2 separate regions of the Gasterosteus aculeatus genome follow, and region 1 is linked to region 2. A link is a contact called in public Hi-C data. All regions are on one chromosome and are shown on one strand. The core of a region is the stretch at or near the end of the contact, and the rest is flanking DNA. Distances in the headings are between cores, read along the strand shown. Region 1 overlaps LOC120827498 (thyroid hormone receptor alpha). Region 2 holds the start of LOC120827498 (thyroid hormone receptor alpha).

Evidence for each region. A called contact is a pair of places that touch in the nucleus more often than the background predicts.
Region 1: a contact with region 2 is called in a Hi-C map of liver, with 3 times the contacts expected there. The contact joins the enhancer-like site here to the promoter of LOC120827498 in region 2. A contact is called at or near these places in 5 of 6 Hi-C or Micro-C datasets (liver, skeletal muscle, tail fin and 1 more).

The regions. Positions count from the first base shown.
Region 1 is chr11:4,831,961-4,837,853 of fGasAcu3.hap1.1, forward strand. The region is part of intron 4 of LOC120827498 (thyroid hormone receptor alpha); the gene reads left to right. Among protein-coding and RNA genes, the nearest start is that of LOC120827499, 35 kb to the right of the region's middle. Within about 2 kb of position 2,756, at least 5 of the 9 cell types and tissues checked have open chromatin away from gene starts, as enhancers often do. A contact at or near this core is called in liver, where this site is marked.
Region 2 is chr11:4,796,661-4,802,468 of fGasAcu3.hap1.1, forward strand. LOC120827498 (thyroid hormone receptor alpha) reads left to right here and starts at 3,412. Exons shown (of 12, transcript XM_040190427.2): 1 at 3,412-3,761; 2 at 4,403-4,503. It overlaps LOC120827465 (vesicle-fusing ATPase), which reads left to right. Exons shown (of 20, transcript XM_078084546.1): 20 at 426-1,680. The coding sequence ends at 447.

The sequences.
Region 1 (5,893 bases), core at 1,506-4,005, 35 kb after region 2:
TGTCGTGTTCCTGTCAGCCTGATGAATGAAATGTGACCACAGGCCGTATTTAAGAGGTGGATGGAGCCCGGGGCCTTTAGGGATGCCAGTGAAATCCCTGGGGGGCCGGCGGGGTCGGACTGGTCCGATAGCGGCCCGCCTCCATCCCCGACCCCCCCGCAGCCCCTTTCTAACATGCTTCACACAACACGTTAAATTGACTAATACCCTCAAAAAGTAATCACTGACTGACATTCACACTACTCCTCACAGTCTGTATTCACTCCCCATCTTCTTTACATATCGAGTCTCATGTGTCGACATGTGCGGTGCATCGAGACAGAAACGCCCCCCAGTCCGTCCCTGGATGTAGTGAATGTGACCAGCGTTGGTTTGACGGCGGACGCTTTGAAGCCTCGAGCTCAGCATTTCGCGTGTCTTTTTTTTAGGGGACTAAATGTTAGAATCCACTGTTGGTAAAAATTGTTCTTCAGTCCATGACCATAAAACACAGGATAGACGCGTGGTGTCCACCTGTCAATCACACGTCATCGCCGGGCTCGAGCATGCCAAGCTTAAAGGTCTATGTGACTGTAATTGAGTGGCCACCTTGGTGACCAAAAAGACTGTCCAGACTGAACTTACAACGTGAGGCTTTTTATTTGGCCTAATTGTTATTAAATTAAATCAAACGCTTTGGTACCAGCTTTCAAATTGATATGACAAAGAACTGAATGACTTCATTTGAGTACAACTTAAAAAGGAAATGATTTGGTAACCGCAATATGAACAAGAGAAAAAAACATTTGCAGCCTCAATGAACTACCAGTATTATTAACTGAAGCTACTGACAACGTTCTCAGTCAGTGCAACTAACGAACGTGCAGTTCAGCATCAGAAGTCATGTGACAGCAGTCAGCTGTCACATGACTGACTGAACCCCGTGCGTGTTTCTGCGCACAAGCTCACACAGGCCGCCTGAGGCGCTCGGTGAGCCGCCTCCTGTACGTGTGAAGCTGTGGGTGAAGTGAGGCCTCCGTTTACTCCGCCGGCGCTCGGCCTTCCGCTTCGACATGATCTGAACCGGTGTGAATCTGCGTTGCTGGAGTCGACCGCGGGGCCCAACGTTTACTACGGGTCAGTGCACCCTGTGACCCGAGGCTGGTTCAATGATCGCAATCGTTAGCTCATTTGCGCGGATACAATCATCTTAGCCCGTGAGGTCCTAATCGGTTTGCTTTGGCTTCGCCCACCGAGTTCCACCTGCAAGCCCCCCCCGAGCCGTCAGAACCGAGCTCCTGATATAAAGCAGCATGCACTGTGTACAGTGCACTGTTGTGTATAATCCGAGCACGCTCCTGTTAAACACGCACCCTGTGAACTGTAAACATCCAGATGTAAGCTGTCACCACGCCGGCCCCCACCATCAGATAGCTGCAGCGTGTGGACCCGTGTTCTTCACTTCAAGGGGGGGTAGACTTCTCTTTGGCTCTTTTATAGAGTTGATATTTTCTCACAGTGGACACTGCACTTTTTGAAAGGAGACATATTATGAAAATAGAACTTTGTTCGGCCTTTAAATGGCTGCCCAGCATGTCAAACAACCCCCCAAATCTGCCCTTTTTAATGATTCCTGTAATGATTTAAAAGTAAATAAATGAAAATGACCCATTTCGCATATCTAGGGTTTGCCAACGTCATATGACACTGATAGAAGGCACGACAATGAAATGGATTACAGTGTTTCCCCAGGTTTATAGGGGGCGCCGCGTTCCTGACGCGTGCTCTCTGTCCGCTGTGTGTGCGTATTTCCCCTGTAGCCGATCAGGAACATAGGCAAATACAGCGATATTAAATTTTTTTTTTTTTTTTTACATTTCATGATGAAACTCAAGCTCAAGCTCAAACCCCCAGGAGTGTGGAGGGGGAGGGGTTAGAGCGAGGGGGGAGGGGTTAGCTGGCTCATTCGTTTTGAGCACAGCTGCTGCAGGCCGGGTGCCGCAGATACGGATCCTTGTGGTGTTTTGATCAAATAGTGTTTTAAGACATTCAGACCACAAAGGAGCATGTCAACTTGCGGTAAACGGACATATGTCACCTTTAAACCACGCTACGAACATCGAACTGATTTTGGGTGATGAGTTCATGGCCAGATAGCGTGTAGGTAAACAGGAAGGTTGTTAGTCCCGTGACCACAAGCACCGCCTCTGTATCCTTTCTCTACTTTTTTTAATATCAAGTTCATTACAGAACCAAGCACGTCATGGGGTCTTATCTTTTTTTCACTTGCTGATCTGCCACTGCGAATACGGGCAGCATGTGAGTGATGTAGTGCGAGGAAGGGGGAGGGAGGAGGGGGGGAAGGAGACTGAGAAAGAACTGCAGGGGGAGGGAACCAGATCTTTGATCATGCCGTGCTGCTCCCTCTCTCCATCTCATCAGCTTGGAAGCCATCCAAGGCCTCCCTATTCTGAGAAAGACTAGAAGCCCGGGTTTGTGTGCGTGCGTGTGTGTGTGTGTTTGTTTGTGTGCATGCGTGTGCAGCCGCGCACACCTTTCACTGTTGGGGTAAATATGTTGGCCTAATAACATTCCTGCAAACACTGTTTGTGTGTGTGTTTGATGGTTAAATAGACAGTCACTGACAGTCACTTGAATAGACAGTGTGTGTGTGTATGTTTGATGGTTAAATAGACAGTAAGTAGGTGTGGGTGTGTGTGTGTGTGTGTGTGTGTGTGCGCACACGCGCTAAGGTGTGGACGTTTCGTAACACCCTGTACGATCTCTGAAATTGTCCTGTTACCAGACAGACTGGGACAGTGTGTGCACAGCAGAGAGCACATCCTGATCCGTCTGCACTTACTGCACATTCCATTGATCTGCATGTCGTCACTGACCCCGCGGCCTCAACCTGGTGGGCTTGAATCGAACATGTCAGCACCGCCTACCTCCCTACGTGTTATGCTTTCTACAGACAGTTGAAAAACAAACCGCACGGGAGAGAGTATGGCGGCGCTGACACACGGGACAAACAAGCAGCTCACAATCACTCCTACAGACAGCCAAGTCACCTTAGCCGAGGCTGCGTGTGCTCGGACCGGCGGGCCTCGTTCCATCTAAACGGGCAGCACATTAATAATGGAGAAGGGTTTTTGTACTTGCATTGAAACTCCGCCTGTCATGAGACCAACACGCTGATGTCTACATCCTGGGATTAGTCTCAACCCCAGACAGCACCCACTTTGCGTCAATGTTTGAGTAGTTTGAGTTCCTGTTTGCGATGCACTCACGGACGCACACATACGCCTTTCCCTGGATCCCCCACCTGATCTGAGATCAGCGCAGCTAGAATCTAACCGCCAAAAAGCACTCTCATTGACAGTAACCGTCTCAGGTGGCAAACTAGTCTTGGCTGTGAAATAGCGTTTGTTTTGTGTATGTGTGTGTGTGTGTGTGTGTGTGTGTGCGCATGAGGCGGCGTGACATCATGTCACACACGCTGATGCCATCTACTGTCACATCTGGAGAAGTGGAGCGCAGCTGTATTATGAAAGCATCAAAAAATAGTTGCAGAAATTCTTATATCAACAGGTTTCATAGAAAAATCACAAAACAGACGAGTTAGAAATGTAGAAATTGGTTAGTATAGAGCAGGGGTGTCCAAACTTTTCCCCCGTGAGCTATACTGCCTCACTTCTAATCCACGAATATTGGCAAAAGAGCCTCACATTGGTTCTTAGGCCGCTGATCCCCCTCCATTGTCCTGCATGAAGGCAGAGACAAGAAGAGAAATACGGGATGTGGATATTTCAAGTTTATTACTGAAATTATTGGGATTGTTAAAACAACTTTAATTGACTGAATTTATCAGGTAATTGGGCTTATTGACAAAGGAACACTGTATATTTTAACTCCCCTGTAGTGGTGAGAATGTTGCGCTCAGCGTGATGCGGCTCTTTGGTCAGCTGGCAGGTCAGGAGGACGTCGGGAGGTTGAGATGCGACGGACGTCACGTAGTTGCTGTCGCTCATTCTTCTTCTCGGTCTGCTCATCACTCGTTTTGCGCGGCGTCTCATCAGCGGAAACGTGGCCGAAAGCTGATGCTGATTCTTTTCAATCAGTTCTAACTGCAGACTCTCCTCCACTTCTTCTGCATCCAGTGAAAACAGTGTGGTTTCCTTCTAAAGGACAGAAACATCTTGGAATCGCTGACTGAATTCTTTCATGAGAAATGATCACATGATCAGGTGATGGTTACCCAGAGACATCCCTGGTATAGAGAAAGATATAATGAATTGGATACACTTTTCCCAAACAATTAATTCATTGTCATTTATTTAGCAACGGCACCAAATGTTCTCGGGTTCCAGCGTCTGGGGTTTGAAGGTTGAACTAAATGTGTTATTGTTGGCTCATGGTCGCGCAAACCAAGCGATTGGAGGACGTCACGTGGGGCTTAGTAGGCTGTGCTCTGCATTTCTTCATGATCAGTGAGTCATAAAGACAACAGACGGAAGGATGGACATTGACTGGCTGGTCGTTGACATCATCACACACAGTGAACTGGAGCTGATTAGAGGAAGAGATCAACGAGAACTTAATCATCAGCTATTCTGTTCTGTAAATAACTTTCTAAAGGTAAAATGACACCTTCTCAGATGGGAAGGATTGTAAATATTTATTTTCCTCCATTGTCGAGGAATTCAACCCAGCAGAATTCTCAATGGACTTTATTAACATCAAAATGTCACCGGATTAAAAGTGTTCTGAATCCAGAATAAACCTCTACAGAATAAGCAAAAACTTTTCATAACGTTGTGGTATGCATCGCCAATAAGCATTCCTCACATTATAATTTGGCTATATTCAAATATATATAATAATATAGTCAAATATACTGACGTTAAAAGTACTTCTACTACTTTCCTCTGAGCCGAAGAGGACTGGAAGCAGAAAGTTATATAAAAGGGAAATTTCTCAAGTGATCCAGCTTGATTCCTTTAATTTAAACCGAGCATGACCCTGATACCCCCCCAAAGCATCTGAGGTTTGCCCACCGCAGCCTCACAGTGCTGCGGGAAACACTGAGTAGGTGCGTAATTAAACATACACATTCTTGTGTGCATTTTCGCTTTGTTTTATTAAATCACGCCTCAGGGAATCGGCCTCTTTTCATTAGTAACGGTTTGTCACTTTTTAATCCAGTGGTTTTGCTAATTGAGCATCGAGCATTGGGCTCCGCGGAGGAAACCAGGTCAGCTCAGGTCACTTGTACCCGAGACCACCGGTGTTGTGGGAACTCTGGCGCCCTCATCTGTTACTCTCTGCTCCTCGCATGTGGATGTTTACTGTCATGCAGTTGTTGTCTCATGTGTACGTGAAGATGGTAGTTTTTTTTGTTCGCTATATTACTTAATTAGTAATAGTTACACATGTTTGAAGGATTTTTTGGACACACATACACTAAACCAGTGGTTTTCCAAACTGGTTGTCGCCCTGCGCCAACAGGGGGTTCATGTATTCATCAACAACCATAACGTTTAAAAAAAAAGACTAAAGCGAAACCGACATGCGGCGTGTTGGAATCACCCCCTCAGAGCGAGGGCGACCCTGCAGCATCAGAAGACAGCAAAAAAGACAGTGTAACTCACAAAATGTAATAAAAAGTAAAGGGATATGTAATTAGTTTATATGTTATAATGCAGGGGAGTGGGGGGCGGTTTGGGGGTCTTACAATGTCCCTGTATCTTCAAAGGGGGCCCAGACAGTAACAGCTTGGGAACCACTGCACTCGGAATGAATAATGTTTTAATTCCCTGGCAAGGGTCCACTTTGTCAGCAGGATAATCCACTCCAAAGCCTGCACGCATAGAGCCATGGTGCAGTTAATAAGGGCAACTTGCACAACATTATT
Region 2 (5,808 bases), core at 2,162-4,661:
ACATGGTAACTTACCGATTAATACAGTGTTATATGCGATGTTTCTGTAATCACACAGCCGTCTGAGTTGTCCTGTTAAATTTTTAATCACAGGAATCTCTTACGTTGCAACCCGAGCCGCATGGGAGCATAATGGCCGCCCTGCGTACACAGAATGAGGAGTGCATTAATCTCCAAAGATCAACGAGAGACTCTGTTACATTCTGGCTCTCTTCTTGTTTTATAGCGAGTTAAATCCTGCTCGTGGTATTTTAATTTGCACAGGACACCCCCCCGCGTTGTGCTGGTGTTGCGTAAGTACACTGGACTTGGTTGCGGGTTGATAAAGAGCGGTGCTCTGGTACAGGGACTCTACTTGGGGCGGGAGGATGCAACACGACCCACAGGACACTGAACCAACCGTCTTCTGCTTTTTCCTCTTTCTAGTGACCGCACCTTCTACGAGTAGACAAGCAAACATCTCTCCACCAACGAGCCGTCCGTGGGACAGGATGAGGAGGACGAGAGGCCGTCCTCTCCTCCGTCCAACCGCCCGTCTCTCCATCTATTTAAATACACACCCGGTCAGAGAGGGGGGACACACGAGTCCTCCTCGTCTCAGCATGTTTCCGTAGGCAATACCTCTGCATCACCACCAATCAACTTTACTCAACGACATACGCAGCAAACCAATGAAAGTCCTACTGTTTAAAATCTGTTATCTGTAACGAAACTGGAATAGATGATTGTAAGAAAAGAAAAAAGTGCTGTTTTGTGCATCGTGCGGAAAAATAATAACAAAAAAAAGCCATGTATGTTTTCAGCTGTAGTATTTGTAGTATTCGTTGCATATTGCCCGTAATGCTAAATATAGTACGACGCATATCCTCACAACACACGAGCACAAAAACTGAGTACAACGGACATTAATCCCAGAGGCATTTGAATATTTAAGATTAAATCTATGAGAGGCTTTTAGTGAATACGTAGTGGCTGTAAAAAAAAAGAGCTGATCCATGTGTAAATGTGAGCCCCTCGACTCTGCAGTGTGTAACTCGTTCATGTTCTGTACATAGTATATATAGACAAAACGATTTAAACAATATATCACAACGTTTCTTCTTCCTTATTCTTCAAGAGATGTTGGCTTTACACGGTTACTGTAATAGTGAAGGTAAATGTTGGAATGTTGGCCCGTCTGTCAGTGTTGTGTGCAGTTCAGTTCGGTGTGTTGTTAACAACATCCTCAGTGTTAAAGATGTAAACAGAAATACTCTGCACTTCGGCTAAATACAAAACATACAAAAACCCTTTAGTACTTATCTCGGGCGTTCTTGGTGGGAACCCGAGCTTGTTTCCGCTGGTGTGCATGTGTGTGGGGGAACCAAACGCTGCATGCGTCCACTCTGCAGGAGGTCCGGTGCGTGCGTGAGTTTGCGGTGGCAGAACGTGCTTTTGAACGTGCACGTGTGTGTTTATACATTTGATTCTAGGTTTTAGACAGTCGCTGGTTTATTTGTGGATTTCTTTCTCATGTCATGTGTTTGGTGCTTACAGTCTAAAGTTCTTGTTTTGTTCCGACCATTGATGATATATATGAGTGTGTGTGTGTGTGTGTGTGTGAGAGAGAGAGTGTGTGAATATATATCAACATACAGATGTATTATTGCAATAAAAGGCACAGATGCACAGGAAAAAGAAACAGCTGCTCGCCTGGTGTCTTTAATTTGTTTGTTGATGGATATATATATATAGTTTATTTTCAGTTTTCGAAAAAGTAACGTAGGAGCATTCACCTTAGTACAGTTTAAAAAAAAAGTTATCTATCTGACATCTATAATCACTGGTGACTTACATGCTCAGGTTTTACATACACAACACAATCAGGTTAAGAAGAAATAGTAGTAAAGATAAAAGTACCCAATTGCATAACAAGTAATACAACAAAGTTTCATCCTTACTAGGTAAAACATAGATGGTTACACAGTAAAAAGTGCATATATATATTCCTAAATATAGATATAGATACAGTCGAGTCTATTGTGCATAATATAATCATTGGTGCCCTCCACGTGCAAACGCTTCACTTCCAGGGCAGCACCTGTTTAAGCTCCTCCCCTCTGGGGGGCGCTACAGAGCAAACAACGCATTTTCAAAGCAAATTGTCTTTGAAAATGCGTCTATCTATCTATCAATCTGTTAAATGAATCTATAACGATGCATATATTTGATTAATAAAGCAATTAACAACAATTAACAATTAAATATAGCAGCTTAACTAAGGGCTGGTGATACAAGGCTTAGACTGCCGGGGACTTAGGACACACCGAGCTCCTCTCTCACGCTCTCGTTCTACCATAATTCACGTTTCATTAATGCACATGACTAATTCAGCTTCTTTCCGGGAGTTTTTTATGCTTTCTCCCCGAGTAGGTCTCCGAAGATCGTAGTTCCTACTGGACCCTGACACCTGCCGTGGCCCTGCTGACGCCTGCTGCTGCCATCATCATCATTATTATTATAAATCTTAATCATATTACTGTAATCATAAACCAACATTACCCTCTCCTAAAGTCCTTTGCTTTCCCTCCCCACAAGCTTCTGTGGATGGTGGTTCTATCTGATGGTGGTTCTATGATGGTGGTTCTATCTGATGGTGGTTCTATCTGATGGTGGTTCTGGTGGTTCTATGATGGTGGTTCTATCTGCTGGTGGTTCTATCTGATGGTGGTTCTATCTGATGGTGGTTCTGGTGGTTCTATGATGTGGTTCTATCTGATGGTGGTTCTGGTGGTTCTATGATGTGGTTCTATCTGATGGTGGTTCTGGTGGTTCTATGATGGTGGTTCTATCTGATGGTGGTGGCCCCTGCAGTGGTCCTGCTGTGTGCCTGGCTTGCTACTCACAGTTACTTGAATCATTTCTGTCATAGGAATTGCATGTATTATACATTGTTCATTCTGTACACATGGCATCCATTGTAGTCTGTCCATCCCGGGAGTGGGATCCCTCCTCTAAGGTTTCCCTTTTTTCCCTCTTGGAAGGGTTTTTTGGGGAGTTTTTCCTGTGCCGATGTGTGTGTTTCGGGTCAGGAGGATGTTGTATGTGTACAGACTGTAAAGCCCTCTGAGAAAAATTTGTACTTTGGGCTATACAAAATAAAATGAATTGAATTATCAAGAATCAACTGATATCTCCAGCTGTCAATCAGCCGAAACGTTAAGTTAACGCCTTACTTTTTCTCTCTGAAATGTAGAGGTGTGTGTGGTAAAGAATCAGATACACTGAATTTAAATACAGTCCTGTCCTGTGGGGGAACTACTGCTTAAGGGGAGACATTCCCCATTAACTCTCCAGGCTCCCTGGATTATGGCCGCAGTACCCAACGCAAGCCGGTAGAGGGCGTCGCGGAGCCCGGTAACCAATGAACCGCTCTCTCTCTCTCCTGACCCGCATTCACCCGAACTGTACAGGCGGGTGGGGGGGGAGGAGGAGACCGAGCACAGAGAGCTAATAAACCCGGCGGAGAGTTCCCCTCTTTGCAGACCGTGGCCATGGAGTCCCTCGCAGACACGGCGCTCCCGTCTCCTCGCTCCTGAGAGCCGACCTCGACGCCGGGAGAAGCGCCCGCCGCGCCGCTCGTGACGGTCAACCGGGTGGACTCGCTCGGACGCAGTTGTCTCGCGCCGCCCCCCCGCTCACGCGCTAAAGCGGCTGCTTTCTGGCGCTCGGGACTCGCGTTGACGGCGCGGGAGGACACTTCATGTCACAAGTCCCGTGTTGGTGAGTGCGTCGTTTTTGGTACAGCCGCGGCTTCTCCGCGGGGGTGGGAGGGACGTGGGAGGGGGGGAGGGGGGGGGAGTAACGTGAGCGTTGTCCTCATGTCAACCCCCACGCCTGCCGTGCCGTGCCGTACTGTACTGTACAGAGCTTGAACCTGTTCGGCGGCGCCCCCCCCTCCTCTTTTTGTATTGCTCTTTACATGTTGACACACCTGGCTCAGGTGAGGGCTTCTCTCTCTCTCCCCCCCCCCCCCCCCCCCTCGAGAAAAGTGCGCGGTTGAAGTGGGTAACTACGGGCCGACAACAAGCCCGTTAAACCGCCTGCGTACGGCGGGGCGCGGGGGACACTTCACTCGGGAGGAAGCGCGAAGGTGCAGGGACGTGGCTCCGTGCCAACGTGCAGGCAGCGCCCGGAGGCGCCTCGCTGCTGCGGGCGCTCCGCTGCTGTGACGTGTCGCGTGAGGTCCGACTGGGCCACATTCTGCATGAAAACACACCTTTATAAAAAGCGCAGCATGAAACGTGGGTCCCAGTTTGCATCTGCTTCCCACGGGCTGAGACTAGTGCATTATATTGTGTGCGTGTGTGGTTTAAACGTACAGTTAGGATACAAATGTATTTTGTTTTTTTTACATTTTCCAGGTTGAGGGCAGCGTCACCGTCTTCTGGTGTGGATCCATTCAGAGGAGGTTCTGCGACTGGTTTTGGGTCCAGATCGGCAGCTCTAGACCCCACAGCTTAAGGTAGGTGACCAACACGGCGGGGTGCATTTAGCGTCTGTCCACACTACGCTGAAAAGGATCCCATTTCATATGTATTCTTTTTGAGCAAATATAATGTTCCTCAATCTTCATATAAAACAATCCTGAGCGCATGTGGGCCTTTCATAGAAAAAAATGTCCACTGACGTAAACAGGAAGTGACCCCCCCCCCCCACTCATATAACCAGAACTACAGAATAAAATAAATAAAGTTTTCCCTAGAGCACCGAGTCCAGACCCACACACAATTACCCAGCAAGCACTGCTTGTTTACAAGCGTCTCCCCTAGTAACCCACTTATTATTTTTAATAGCTGCTTTTATTCGGGTTTTTTTTTAAGACCTTTCCTGAGATTTTTTAACAAGCCATGACATCTGATGCCAAGTATCAGGATTTCATGTAAAGATTTATTTTGCTTTAATGAATGGCAAACTAAAAAAGATACCGCACACGTTTGTTGGTATGTATGTACGTACAAAGCCATAATCTCCGCCTGCAGCCAGACGTGACCTCCTTTGACATCCGCTGCTAACACCTTTCAACCCAGGAGGGAGGAGGGGGGAGGGGCAGAAAGAGAAGCTGTCTCACACCCCCACCGTCACAGCCTGCCTCGGTCTGAGGTAAATAGGTTACATAACCGGGGCCGTGAAGCGTGCCCCCGAGCTCCCTCCGCTTCTTTAGCGTCATTTCATCGCCTCCCGCTGAGCCTTCGGGCTGCAGCCCGCGCCATCCACGTGGAAACCCTCCGTGCCAGAAGGCGAGCGGCGGCTCGCTAAAGGTTTCTGTGCTTTCCACAATGACAACAAAAATCACGCTGTTTTTGCCGCCCGTCCTCGAATGGGCCCTTATCAATTTTATAGTTGTTTTTTTAAGAATTTGTTTTTAGTTCTTTATTGAGTCTGCTTAGAGCCGGTGTGTCAAACTTCAGGTCATTCATCCCATATTTTGTCTCAAAAAAATGTATTTATTCAAGTTTCTCGGCAAAAACGCATTTTGCACAAAAAACATCTCCCTCGGCCGGGAAATTCTAGTATTTTCTCCTTATTAACGATTGACCAATCCATAAAACTGAAGGACGGTCGACAGATGAACCACTCACGACTGTAGATCTATACGTGACCCGATAAATGGAGGCAGAGACGAACTGTGCAGACCGATTGCATGCGTGATGAAGAACAGAGACCGAGAAACTAGCACCTGGATGATGTACGTGGTGCACATTTTACCTGTGTGTGTGTGTACCGAACAGGCAGTGAAGCTATTATGCACACGCACACACTTGCATGC